Regions from separate parts of the Sus scrofa genome. Here region 1 is linked to region 2. The links are chromatin contacts, called in public Hi-C maps. All regions are on one chromosome and are shown on one strand. Each heading gives the region's core, a stretch centred on a gene start, on an enhancer-like site or on the middle of the called end of the contact. The rest is flanking DNA. Distances are from core to core; before and after follow the strand shown. Region 1 holds the start of TMEM104 (transmembrane protein 104). Region 2 holds the start of FDXR (ferredoxin reductase).

Region 1 (6,988 bases), core at 3,743-6,242, 87 kb after region 2:
ACCTACTGTGCCATGGCGGGAACTCCTAGAATCGTTATTTCTTTATAGAAAATGGCCCTGGTGATGGTTCTTGTGATAAAAGTAAAAAGAGAGGAAAGAGGCCTAAGAAAGTGATGGTTCTTAGCCAAAAATTTTAGGCAGAAATTAAGTAGCACAAGAGGCATTGTGAACTCAGGGATGCCTGAAGGTCTTGGGATGTAAATGTCCCAAGGGTCTAGGAGTTCCCATGTGGCTCAGTGGAAACGAATCTGACCAGCATCCATGAGGATGCAGGTTCAATCCTTGGCCTTGCTCAATGGATTAAGGATCCTGCGTTGCTGTGGCTGTGGTGTAGGCCAGCAGCTACAGCTCTGATTCAACCTCTAGCCTGGGAACCTCCATATGCCACAGATGTGGCCCTAAAACAAACAAACAAACAAACAAAAGTCAAAGGTCATGTTGTCAAGCAGGGCTTCTCAGTCCGAGCACTGCTGACTTTTGAGATTGGTTGGGGGGCCTGTTCTGTGAATTGCAGGATGTTTAGCAGCCTCTCTGGCCTCCACCCACTGGAAGCCTGCCCCCCGGACTCCCCCGTGTTGTGACGGTCAAAATGTCTCCAGACAAGAATGAAATAATGCCATTTGCAGCAGCATGAACGGAACTAGAGACTCATACTGAGTGAAATAAGTCAGAGAGAAAAAGACAAATACCATATGATATCACTTCTATCTGGAATCTAATATACAGCACAAATGAACCTTTCCACAGAAAAGAAAATCATGGACTTGGAGAAGAGACTTGTGGTTGCCAAGGGGGAGGAGGAGGAAGAGGGTGGCTGGGGAGCTTGGAGTTCATAGATACAAACTATTGCCTTTGGAATGGATTAGCAATGAGATCCTGCTGTGTAGCCCTGGGAACTGTGTCTAGTCACTTATGATGGAGCATGATAATATGAGAAAACAGAATGTGTACATGTATGTGTAACTGGGTCACCAGGCTGTACAGTAGGAAAAAAAATTGTATTGGGGAAATAACTATTAAAAAATAATAATAATAAAATGGAAAAAAAAATTTAAAAACATCTCCGAACATTGCCAGATGTCCCCTGGGAGGCAGGAGTGCCACCAGCTGAGAACCACTGCTGATAAAGACACAATGAAATAAACACACTCCCAACGGAAAGTTCAAGTAAATCTCAGTAAAAAAAGACCCTGCAAGAACTTGACAGAGAAGTTAATTGGGGACCAACTGTGGCAGTTAGGAGCAGAAAGGGGTGATCCCATTTGTCTTGGGTTGTTGCTGTTTTTTCCTTCTGAAGCCAGCACTCTGGGCCTGGCAGGGCTGCGGGGAGCCCTGTGTGGCTTTTCCACCTTCCTGGCCAGAGTTCAAGCCTCTTTACCGCCAGTAAAAGTGATCGGTAAGGACTAATCTCAAGGAGCAGAGCAGGAGGCAGGAAGCAAACCCGAGCTGAGCCACAGGCGGCGGCAGGGGGTGGGGAGGGAGGCAGTTTCGGGGCAGGAGCGGGGAGATGATCTCTTCTGCCAGTCGGGTGACGCTCAGCACAGCCAGCCTCCTGGGAGGCTGCGGTTTCAATGCAAACCGAGCTTCCTCTGGTTCTCTGCTGAGAAGGCACAGTCCTATCCCTTGGGCTGGCTGACGTGCCCCAGCCGCAAGCCCTAGGAGGTTCAGGGCAGGACCCCAGCGGCCTCGCCCACACGTGTGCACGAGGCAGGGGTCACAGGCACCTTTCAACAGCTTCCCCAACGACAGCTGTCAAAGGAAGCAGGGCAGCAGAGACGCAGAAGCAACAAGGAGGCTTTCAGGCTATCAAACAAGCGCTCTTTCCTTCGAAAGCAACGGCAATGATCTTAGGCAAGACGTCTGGCAGGAGGCGGCCTCAGCGGCTGCCCTCTTGTAAGCGGTGACCCCTACTTCCTCTATTTGCATCACACGACCCCTTCAGGCCTGAGCCACTTGTGGTCCCCAGAAATGGGGAAAGAGACACACCTGTTCTAAGACCACTTATGGGGGTGCTACGGGCCTGAGCCACGCATGTCCAGCACTACTGTTGAGAGGGTTGATCATCCGAGGCCCTTGCGGGCTCGTCTGCTTGTTACAAAGAGTTTCCGCGGGATCATGCAGGCTAAGGCAAACGCCCCGACCCTGAGTGGAAGAGAACTCAGGACAGGGCAACGCAGAGGCAGGGAGAGACCCTGGGCCAGCAGAGACCAGGTCATAGGCGGATGCACTGCTCAGGGTCTTAGTCTCCTGGAGCGGGCTCCGCCCACATGGTGCTAAGCAGGGCAACTCAAAGCAGCATCTGCAGGCAAGGCCCACCCGCTGCCTCTCCAGGGTCAACAGATGGTGCACCTCATGCCTCCCCCATCCCTGGTCTCACTTGGGGCCAAGACCCACTCTCCCTCGATGGCAGAGTTAAAGAAATCTCAGGTAGAGGGCGTGTTCTCTGCTCTTAAACTCATCCTCAGCACCCCCGGTTGTCCCCTCACTTCTCTCTTCACTGGCAGGATACGATAAGAGAGTGGGCGTGGAGTCACGGCCATGCCCAGGGTAGGCCCTTGAGCACAGATCTTCAACAAAACCCAACGCATAGGAACTGGAGAGAAAAAGTGTTTAAAGAGCGGAACCCACTGGAGTTCCCGTCGTGGCACAGCAGTTAACGAACTTCGACTAGTATCCATGAGGACTTGGGTTCAATCCCTGGCCTCACTCCGTGGGTTAAGGATCTGGCGTTGCCATGAGCTGTGGTGCAGGTCACAAACGCAGCTCGGATCCCAAGTTGCTGGGCTGTAGCATAGGCTGGCAGCTACAGCTCCAATTTGACCCCCCACATGGGGGGAAAAAAGAGGCAAAGAAAAAAAAAAAAGCAGAACCCACTGAGGCGTTTAGGTCTCACTGCCCCATTTCCTGTGGGCACATGCTGACAAATGAAATGATTACCGAACAGCTGGAGGCACAAGAAAAGTAGGCCCGTCAGAGACTTTCCTTCTTAACACCCAGTTATAGAAATAACTCATCTCCTCGCCGCTAGGCTTACAGCTGTTGTAAGATGAAGCAGGAACCTGGGTGATTTCTATGGACATGTCCTTACTGATCCCAAGGAGGCTGTGAGCTGTTACACAATCCCACACATGACATGAGAGGGACACGAGTCCGCTCATTTCCAGGTTCAAGACAGACTTCCCTCATAAATTACAGAGATGGAGGAGGTGCCCCTGGTGCTACACAGGCAAGGCACAGATCCAGCCGGAAGACCTAGTGGGAGGAAGAGTTTGGACCTGCTGTTCTCAGCCATGTCTCCTTAGCTGTCACCCCACAGCTCTGGAGTCTGTGAGGCTGGCTAGCAGAAACAGATCAGGGATCCCCAGGCCAGAAAGGTAAGTGCAAAGCAGGGCAGCTGTTTCAGGTTGGGCACTTTCTAGAAGGAGGACTCTGGCTGCTTAAGGCAGTGCTGCCTTTCCTTGGGATCCTTGGCAGCAACAGGAATCAATCATTCGATTATTCCAGTCTTCCTGCTACTTATCCGTGATGTAATCGTGACCAATCTTCTACTACACAAAGAAGATAAACTGAACGTGTGTGTGCGAGGGGTAACACAGACCCAAGAGAGGGAGAAATCAATCATTCTAATTGTTCTAATTACAGACTGCACCAAACTGCATTGGAGGTCTCTGTGAGCTTTCTCTGCCTCTTACGCCATCCAAGACTATAAAAGTTGTGCAACTTAAAATTCAGCTAAGAACCATAGTGGTTGCAGACTGCTAAGATGAGCAAAACCCAGAGTCGACGGCCAACAGCCACTGTCCATAGGAACTGGCCGCATGGGCTGAAAATGGTGGCAGTCCTGAGATAAATACCATAAAGAGCTAGCAAGAGGCAGTTTGGTTTTCTTGACCACTCTCTGATGGACACTCAAACAGGGACCAAACCTGCCTCTCACAATATGGTCACCGTGGCTACTGCTGGATGGGGTCCCCAGACTCCAGCTCTGAAAGCGCTGGGCTCACAATTACAGTCCACAGGAAGCAGCGTGCTTCTCTAGAAGCCAGAGGCACCGATGTAGGCAAGACAGGCTCCCAAAGTAAAACTCACGTAGGGAGAATAGAGCTCTCCGGTCTCGGTGATTTCACCCGCCATTTCCAAAGGTGAAGAAGGGTCCCTCGGTAGCCAAGCTCCCCTCTGTGCGGTGGTGGTGGTGGCGGTGATGGTGGCGGTGGTGGCGGCGGCTGCTGCGGCTCCCTAAGAAAAGAGCAGGCTTCAACTTTCTGATGGACCTAAATGCGGGTGGGGGGATGTCTGCAGAGCCGCTCCCTTCCCATCGTTTAATCAGACATTTACAGCCTCGATATCTGTCACAAGACAGCCCGGAGGGAAGGGTCTCCCTGTATGATGACTGAGTGGTTTCTTTTAACTTTCTCCTTGCTGAGTAGTTTCTTCTAAATTTCTCCTTGCTGTGCAGGCATGAATGTATTCCAAGCCGCTCAGACTCCAAGTGATTTAGGACGCTTCAGAAGCCACTAAGTCTCACCCACTACAAGGGTCCCCTTTACACACTCTGGATAACCCCATTTGATGCCGGAACAGCGAGCTCACTACCACCCAGGGCAGCTAGTGACTGTCTGCCTCCTCCGCCTAGGGCAAAGAGTTGGAGGTTTTCTTAGGTCGCCGACAACCCAACTCTTGCCCCAAAGCCTCTCCTTCTTAACGAGGCCTCCACTCCACGTCCCCCGACCTGCCTTAGGGCTCCCCGCACTGCCCGTCTTCTCAAGAGCCCTCCTCCGATCCTCTCCCCCATTTTCTCCCCCCTCCTAGAGAAGCCTCGAGTCCGGCACGACCCCAGTCCATCCCACCCTCCGGCCGGCCCGACACCTGCAGCGCAGCTTGCTCCGAGCCGCCGCGGCCACCGCCTCCAGCCCCTGGGTTGCTGCCGGCGCCAGCTGTCCCGCACCAGCGCCTGCAGCGCGCATGCGCCCGCGCCGGGAGCCCACCTTTTCTGCGCGCGCCTCGGGCGGGGCGCGCGGCGCTGATTGGGCGAGGCGCGCAGCGCTGATTGGACTCCTCGCGGAGGCGGGACCGGGATTGGGCCCCGGCGGCTGCCGTCTGCGTGGCGGAAGAGGGCGGGGTGCGGTGCTACGCGCATGCGGGAGGAAAGGCCGTCAGCCAGGTAGGAAAGCGGGGCTGGGTGGAAGAGGCGTTTGACGCCTGTTGGGGACTCATTCTTCTTACGAGGAGTGGGTGTGAACTTGGTCGTCCCGGGGCTTCAGTGGTTGCGGGAGTTCGAGAAGAGGAGCCTATAACTCCTCACAAAGGGGAAGGGACTGAGGCCTTGGGCCTGTCTCACCCTAGCGCGGCCGGGGAGGCCCAGACGGCTTGGGGGGCAGGAAGAGGGAGGGCGGGAGCCTAGTGGGGTGGTCGCTGGGAAATAGGTTTAAGACAGGGCTGGAAATTGATTCTGGGTGGAGTCTCAAGACTGGGGCAAGCAAGGGGAATTTTGTTGACAAGTCTTGCTGTTAAGGTGTGAGGCATGGACGTTCTGGGAGATGGGGTGGAAAGGATGGGCAGAAAAGGCAGCCCATGCTTGGCGCCTTGGCATGCGAGCCCAGGATTGTTTAATTATCTTTAACCAGCTTGGTTCCCCTTCTTGCAAGGGGAGTCGTGTCCTCTGAAATGTTTGGAAAGAAAGACGGAGAGTTCCCGTTGTGGCTCAGCGGTAACAAACCCAACTGCTATCCGTGAAGTTGCGGGTTCCATTCCTGGCCTGGCTCAGTGGGTTAAGGATCTGGAGTTGCCCTGAACTGTGGATGCGACTCGGATCCTGCGTTGTTTTGGTTGTGGCTGTGGTGTAGGCCGGCAGCTGCAGCTTGGATTCAGCACCTAGCCTGGGAACTTCCATATGCTGCAGGTGCGGCCCTAAAAAGGGGAAAAAAAAAAAAAAAAAAAAAAAAAGGAAGAAAGAAAGATGGAGGTTCTTCTAATAACTTAGCCTCAGGAGGCATTTAGTGAATTAAGAACTGGGGCTCCCGCCTACTCTAAGTGGAAGGAAACTCAGGGTCCTGAAATCTTTGCCCTCCCCCCCACAGGCTGCTACCATGAGGTTAAATCAGAACACCTTGCTTCTGGGAAAGAAGGTGGTGCTGGTACCCTACACCCCGGAGCATGTGCCTAGGTAATCATTCACCTGACACTGGGCACAGGCCAGCTGTCCAAGGTACAGCGAGGAGGTCAGCCTGCCTTAGCCCAGTTCTCAGGGGTTGTTTTCTCTAAGAGGGAGAAACATTGATGTGAGAAGTAGTTACAGGAAAAAAGTGAAAACCAAAGTCACCCATCCCCCTGTTTCCTCCTTTCACCCCCTCAGCTTCCTTCTTGGCCTTTTGGCCAGGAATAATTGTATGTAAACCAAATGTGTGCAAGGAAAAAAAGGTATTATTTTCTCGTGTAGTTATTTATCAATGAGTACCGTTCCTCTGGCCAGTGACTGGGCTCGATTCTTAGAGACTAAATGTTAGTGTGTCATAAACCTGAGCCGATGGGTTGGTGTGATGTCTGCTGTTTGAAAGGCCGGGACTGAGTTGCAGGGTGGGACTCTGGGGCTTGTTGGCAGATGTCTGGTGGATGAGGAGGTTGGTGCTGTAGGCGGGTATTTTTACTTGTAGTTTTCCTTTTGGGGAGTCCCATTGCCCACCCTTGTGGAGGTCGGTCCAGCCTTCTTTGCGGAGTTCACCTTGCCACTCTTTCCCCTCAGGAATCTGAGGAATGTTTAGCTCCAGACTGCTCCCCCGTATTGACCTCTGAGACAGGAGAGGAAGCTGGACAGAAGGAACTGGCTCCTGCTATTCTCTTTGGGCGTAGCCTGCCTCTCATTCTCGTGCCCGTGGACTTCTGCTATAGGAGCAGTTTTAACCCTTTCTTGGCTCTGAGCCCTCTGTTGGCCCTGTGGGGTTCACCTCTCGACCATCTGTTTCTTCATCTCATCAAGTGTCAGATCGTGCTT
Region 2 (6,833 bases), core at 98-2,597:
CATCTGCAACCTACACCACAGCTCGCAGCAACGCCGGATCGTTAACCCACTGAGCAAGGGCAGGGACCGAACCCGCAACCTCATGGTTCCTAGTCGGATTCGTTAACCACTGCGCCACGACGGGAACTCCCCCCAAATAAATCTTAACTCACAACGTTAGACACGTGCATTTTCCTTTCAATCGACACTTGAATTAAAAAGATAATTAAAACAAAACAGTGTACCCTCCCATTGTGACAAAACGGCATCGGTGGCGTCTTAGGAGCGCTGGGACACAGGTTCGATTTCAGCCCGGCCACAGGGAGTTAAGGATCTGGCATTGCCACAAGCTGCGGTGTAGGTTACAGATGTGGCTCGGATCTGGCATTGCTGTGGCTGTGGCGTAGGCCGGCAACTGAAGCTACGATTTGACCCCTAGCCTAAGAACTTCCATATGCCGCGGGCGGGGCCCTAAAACACACACACACACACACACACACACGGATTTTTGCCTTATCTTTGATCTTTTGAGATACTGCATTACAATATTATTAACTTGATTACGAGGTTTTTGGCGCCCCGTATATTTTGCTCGGAAGGCCAGTGCCTCATTCACCTCACCCTACTCTAGTCTGTTGGACAAGGGTGGGAGACTGCCTATGTCTTAGTACAGACACTTGGGTAAGACCGTCTTCCTCTGTTCCCTCACCTATGTGAAAGGGAAGAGGGTTAAGCAACAAGATCTCCAAGGTTTAAAATTCTCCTAGTCTGGACCTGGACAGCCTTTTTCCGGGTCACACCTGTAATAACGCCCACCGTCGGAGAAAGCAGTAGCTAAAGTCTCGGCAGGAGATCCTTTTTCTCAGACTCTCGGACTCCGTAGTTATTACCCAATGGGCGAGGAGTCTCGCTAGAACCCGGCTTGTGATTGGCTAGAACAAAAAAAGAGCCGGGGTAAACCATCAAATAGGAACGGTGCCTAGCGTCATCAGCGAGCGACGAGAGAGCATCCAGAGGGAGTGGCTGAGTAAAGTAAGCTCCTTTCTAATTGGCTCTCTCTTTCAGGAGGAGTTGAAACAGCAATGGGGATTTGCTCTCCTCCAACTCTAGCTCCAGATAATTGGAGAGACCGTGAAGATTGGGGAAAAATTTATTAAGTCACCTGCAGCCCGGAAGTCCTGGGGGGCGGACCTTTAGCGGAGTGGGTGGACTGGGGGGGCGGGATTCTTTCAGGAGTTGGGGTGGAGCGGCCACACTAAGCTTTCCTCGAGAGGGGGAGGCGGGGCTTGGGGCGGGCCCGCGCTTGTGGGCGGGGTCAGGAGAAGGGCGAGGGAGGGGCCGCAACCTGCGCGGGGCGCAGGGCGGTCAGAGCGATCGGATCTGCAAGCTGGTTACTCTTCTCAGGAATGGCTCTGCGCTGCTGGCGCTGGTGGCACTGGTCGGCGTGGCCTCGGACCCGGCCGCCTCCTTCCGGGAGCACACAGAGTAGGAACAGGGCACCTTTAGAGCTGGATGGGAGAGCGGGGAGGCCTACGAGCGCTAAGTATAGCGGTCGGAGCCGAGCTGGGGCAGAGCTGGAGAGGGGAGAGAGGGGATCCGGGGCGAGACTGGAGGGGTGCACTCGTGCAGACGAGATGCGGGTGGTGTGCGGGGGCACATGGCGGCCTGTGTGGTGAAAGAAGAGGCTCCTGAGGTGAGACAGTGGTCAGCGACGGCGAGAAGGGGAGCCCATGATGTTCACAAGTGTGAGAAAGAGTGGATGAGGGTGACATGGAGTTCTGTGGGGCAAGAGGGAAGTCTGAGGCGAAACAGGAGTCTTTATGGGCTACAATGTAGGGCTCTGTGGAGAGAGGGGGGTTAGAAAAAGTAAAATGAGGCATTGTGGGGCGATCCACAGGGGTGAGATTGGGATGATATGGGGTCTTTGGAAAAATGTATATTCTTGCTGGGTCGGTAAGGACCCGGTAAGAAAAATTAAGAAGTACTGCACAGGGCAGCTTCGGGGGTGATAGGGATTGTTGAGTGGCAACTTCCGAAGCATAGGAAGTTCATGGGTGAGATGGGAGCTCTGGATGGAGACACAGCCCTTGGGGTTTCAGAAGAAGTAAGGGACCCTGCAAACTCCAAAGCTCTGAGGAAAAGGAGGAGGACGTAGATGAGGGTAAAGCCTGGGAAGCTCCGTCTTCTGTTTGACACTCAAGTTGGCTTGAGATGGGGGAGGGAGCCTTGATGTGACCTTCCTCTTCTGTCCCCCTGCCCTAGGCTTCCGCCAGCAGTTCTCCACACAGGAGCAGACCCCCCAGATCTGTGTGGTGGGCAGTGGCCCAGCTGGCTTTTACACGGCCCAACACCTGCTAAAGGTAAGCCTCTTCCTCCTGCTTCCCTTTACCATATTCACCTGCTGCTCCAGTCCTAAGGGCAAACTCCACCCTTTTGGGTTTTAAAAGCCCTCCTGGATCCCTGATGGGGAAGGGACCCCAAGCCCATCTAGATGGAACACTACCTGGAGTTCCTGTTGTGGCGCAGCGGAAATGAATCTGACTTGTATCCATGAGGATGTGGGTCCGATTCCCAGCCTTGCTCAGTGGGTTAAGGATCCAGCGTTGCTGTGAGCTGTAGTGTAGGTCGCAGACGCAGCTCAGATCCTGAATTGCTATGGCTTTGTTGTAGGCCGGCAACTGTGGTTCCAGTTCCACCCCCTAGCCTGGGAACTTCCATATGCCTCGGGTGAGGCCCTAAAAAGCAAAAGAAAAAGAAGGGACACTCCCTATATGCTTTGTCACCTACATTTGCGGCTCCCCATAGGTTCTCAGCTGTGAGAGAAGTGAGTTTGCCTCATGGTGATGGCCAGTGGTCCGAGGCAGATGGTGGGCTCTTCTTTCTTGGTCACGTCCTCCAGGGAGCTTATGCAGACCTGCTTGATGACTTTGTCCTCCCCATGTCTTCCCGTCTTCCTCCTCTGCCTCCACCATCCCCAACATCCTGCATCTCCAGGCCATCCCCTCTTCTCAGGCTTTCTGTAACTTCAGGTACCTCCCCGTGCTCTCCGCAGCAATAGCTCCAGGCCTCCCCGTGCTGCTAGTCTTTCAGCTGCTCTCCACCCCCATTCCTCCCCTTTCCTGCACCCCATGGCCAGGCTCTCAAGGTTATGGTATTGGCAGGCAGGGTCCCAAGGCTGCTGGTTATCCTTGAGATTTGCGCAGACCTTGGTGGGGGGAGGGAGGGAAAATCATGGGTTGGGTGGGGGGAGGGAGGGGGAGGGAGACCGAAGCTGACTAAGACATAGGACAATGGCCTTGCTCTGGAGAGGTGGGGGGAAAGATGAATTTATTAATCACACACACACAGAGAACCTAAAAAGCAGGGTGGGCAACCTCCCCAGTTTGCCCAGGACCTGAGGCTTTCAGTGCTAAAACTAGGAGGGTCTTGGGGAAGCCAGGATGAGTTGGTCACCCGACTGAAATGTGACCTAAGAACGCCTTCCATGCAGCACAGGTGAAAGAGCTAATTACGATGAGGTGACCAGCGCGAGCCCAGTTGGGTGGCGTCTGTCAGAAAGTGTTTCTGGAGAAGGTGTCTTTGAGTTGCTCTAAAGGAGGCCGAGGGCTCTGGAGAGGCCCTTCCACGTGTGGGGAGTCATCCAGGGGCTGACTGCCACATGGTAGGACAGCCCCGGGCTCTGGGATGGAGACCGAGAGTCTCCCTGGGGGTGGCTGGGGAGGCCCTGGAGGGCTTCGTGTAAGCGGCATTCTGTGAGTTACACCTGGAAATATGGTGACCGAGGGGAGTGGGCCTTCCGGACAGGATTCTCAGTCCCCGTACTTGCCCTGTGGGAGGTGCTGGGGGAAGGGCCCAGAGGCCAGGTACAAGCTGGTCCTGGCCCACACTGGGAGCTCCAAGCTGCCAGCTGCACTCCACAGCGGGAACATTTGGGACACTGGCACTGAGCTGAGTCAGGCCCTGTCTATATCGCATCTTACCCCATCCTCAAGACAACTTGCAAAGCTGCTATTAAGCTCCACGCTGGGCTGTCCAGTAATCAATCGCTGGACATTGACGTGCTCCAGGCACAGGCTTGGCCCTGAGAACATGGGTGTGAGCAGGACAGACGTGATCCCCTTGCTCAGAGACATGCCAGTCGAAAGCAGGGGTTGTGGAATGTAGGGAAGAGGCTTCATGTGGTGCTCTAGGGCTCTGGCGCACTTAACCCAGCCCGGAGGTGGTGATGTTTGGATTGTTGTCCGAAGGACAGAAGGAGCTGCCAGGGAGTTCCCGTTGTGGCTCGGTGGCTTAAGGCCTTGATGTTGTTTCTGTGAGGATGCAGGTTCCATCCGTGGCCTCGCTCAGTGGGTTAAGGATCCTACACTGCCCAAGCTGCGGCTCCAGTTTGACCCCTGGTCCCCAAGCCTGGGAACTTCCATATGCCACGTGTGTGGCTGCATAAAAAAGAAAAAAAAAAAAAAAAAAAAAAAAAAAAAAGAGCTGCTGGATGAGGCAGGGGGATGGGTAGGAGTCCAGAGGGCCCCAGGCACAGCGAACCGGGTGACAGAGATCCAGAGGAAAGACAGAGTGCTGGTGCCGGGATAGGCGAGTTCAGGAAGCTAGGTGTGGCAGGGTGCATGGAGAGGTGAGAGCAGGGGCTAGGGGGCCGGGGCAGGGGCAGATCCTGGGGGCTTGGACTCCACTGACCAGCTTGGACTCTGGCAGTTTCTCTTGGTGCTGCCACCCGCCTCCTTTCACCCCTGGGGGGGACTTGTTAAAATGCACATTTCTGAGCCCAGGAGTGAACATTTGAGAACCAGTTCCCCAGGGGAGTCTGCTCCTCCGATGTTAGAGGTGGTTGGCTTCGCCGAAGGATTCTAGCCGAGGGACTGAAAGCACCCCATTATTTTTTTCTTTTTAGGGTCACATGTGCGGCATTTGAAGGTTCCCAGGCTAGGGGTCGAATCCAAGCTACAGCTGCTGGCCTACGCCACAGCCACAGCAACGCCAGATCCAAGCCGTGTCGGTAACCTACACCACAGCTCACAGCAACGCCGGGTCCTTAACCCACTGAGTGAGGCCAGGGATTGAATCCACATCCTCATGGATCCTAGTCAGGTTCATTAACCACTGTGCCATGATGGGAACTCCCTAAGGCACCCCATTTTTATCTGGAGCTCTCTGCCTGCAGGGCAGACAGCAGAGCCAGGAAGCAGGGCTGGAGAGCCATAGGGAGCTGCTGGGGTGGCGGAGGGGAGGATGGAGGTCTCCTCGGATGGGGTTGAGGGGAGTCTGGGAGGAGCCCCAGGGTCCAGCTTGGACTCCGGGTGGATGGGGTGGAAGGAAGCCCAAAGGCAGAGGGGGAGAGGTCTGGAGGGAGGCGGGACTGGCTTTCATCTGGATGGGTGTGAGGTGTCTGGGGTAATCTGTCCAGGGGTCTCCAGCTTGGTGGCAGGTCTAGGCAGGAGAGAGAGAGTAGAATGTCATCAGTAAGTCCCCAGGAATGTAAGGTAATGGGAGGGGGCAGATGGAATATCCCCATGAATGTGTGTGGGGGTGGGGGTGGGGCTCAGATTGGAAGAACCTCAGAGAAGATTCTCATTACAGGACAGAGAAAAAGGGGCCTGGAAAAGAGCGGCCGGGGGCATTGGAGGGAGGAGAGTTAGGGGGCAGGGCCTCCTGGAAGATTCAAACTGGGGAACAGGTGTACTGGGTTTAGCCTCTTGGAGGTGGCCTTGAAGAGAGCAGGGTGACTCCTTAGCCAGAGAGAAGGGACGATGAGAGGGAGCGTCGGATTAGATTGTGTGTGGTATTGACCTCCAGGCTACGCAGTTTGAACTTTGTCGTGACAGGCAGCCAGGGAGGGTTTGTGAGCAAGGCAGTGACGTCCAGCCACCATGGTGGGCAAGCCCTGGGCTCATTTAATCTTGAGCCTCACGCAGGAAGGAATGTTCTGTTGTCCAGAGAAGTTAGGAAACATTCCAGCAGCGCAGTCAGCGGCAGGTGGATTGGCCCCCGGGGCTGCTGACTCCATAGCTGCAGCTCTTCAAGGGTATAATGTCAGAGTTCCTGTTGTGGCTCAGAGGGTTAAGAACCTGACTAGTATCCATGAGGACGCGGGTTTGATCCCCGGCCTCACTCAGTGGGTTAAGGATCTGGCGTTGCCATGAGCTTCGGTGCAGGTCGCAGATGCAGTTCAGATCTGGCATGGCTGTGGCCGTGGCATAAGCCAGCAGCTATAGCTCTGATTCCACCCATACCCTGGAAACTTCCATGTGCCATAGGTGAGGCTGTAAAAAGAAAACAATCCCCTCCCCCCCAAAAAAGGTACAGTGTCCGTGGGGCCTGGGAAGTGGTTGTGGCTCCACCTGTGGCTGGCACGGATGGGGGAGGCAGGAGGTGGGATGGGCAGGTGGGCTGTGGGGGCCTGGACAAAGGGGAGGAGGGGAGCATGAGGCTTTGTTGGGGTGAGTCCCATTGGATCTGGAGCATTGACTCGGGTGAGAGCCAAAAGGCGGCGGGGCGGGGGCGGGGGGCAGTGTCATTCATCCGAAGGCACCCCAGCTGCTTGACTTTGAACCTGCTTGTGGCCCAGAGTCCCTCACCATCCTGACCTCCCAGATGCTTCCCGCTACCCCCGAGAGGGACGCATCGTCCCTCCTGCTTTGCAGAGGAAGAGACTGAGACGCAGGCAGATCCTGGGACTTGCCACGGCCATGTGGCTGTTTGGTGGCCGAGCCGCAACACACTTGTCTGCCCACCCGCCACACCTAGGCCTTCCCCATGGCCCTTCTAGGTGCCCTGGGGGTCAGGGGAGGCGGCGTGGAGCCAACATAGGAGTGAGATTGTTTGTTCTAAGACTTAGAGTAGAC

The links. A called contact is a pair of places that touch in the nucleus more often than the background predicts.
Region 1: a contact with region 2 is called in a Hi-C map of liver, with 2.7 times the contacts expected there. The contact joins the promoter of TMEM104 here to the promoter of FDXR in region 2. A contact is called at or near these places in 5 of 5 promoter capture datasets (fetal liver, fetal skeletal muscle, liver and 1 more), 29 of 47 Hi-C or Micro-C datasets (alveolar macrophages, blood, brain and 14 more) and 2 of 2 datasets of contacts at active chromatin or transcription factors (alveolar macrophages and skeletal muscle).

The regions. Positions count from the first base shown.
Region 1 is chr12:6,454,587-6,461,574 of Sscrofa11.1, forward strand. TMEM104 (transmembrane protein 104) reads right to left here and starts at 4,993. Exons shown (of 10, transcript XM_003131226.4): 1 at 4,867-4,993; 2 at 4,090-4,236. The coding sequence starts at 4,134. It overlaps NAT9 (N-acetyltransferase 9 (putative)), which reads left to right and starts at 5,154. Exons shown (of 7, transcript NM_001195360.1): 1 at 5,154-5,161; 2 at 6,078-6,163. The coding sequence starts at 6,087.
Region 2 is chr12:6,370,948-6,377,780 of Sscrofa11.1, forward strand. FDXR (ferredoxin reductase) reads left to right here and starts at 1,348. Exons shown (of 12, transcript NM_001244727.1): 1 at 1,348-1,464; 2 at 2,242-2,339. The coding sequence starts at 1,386.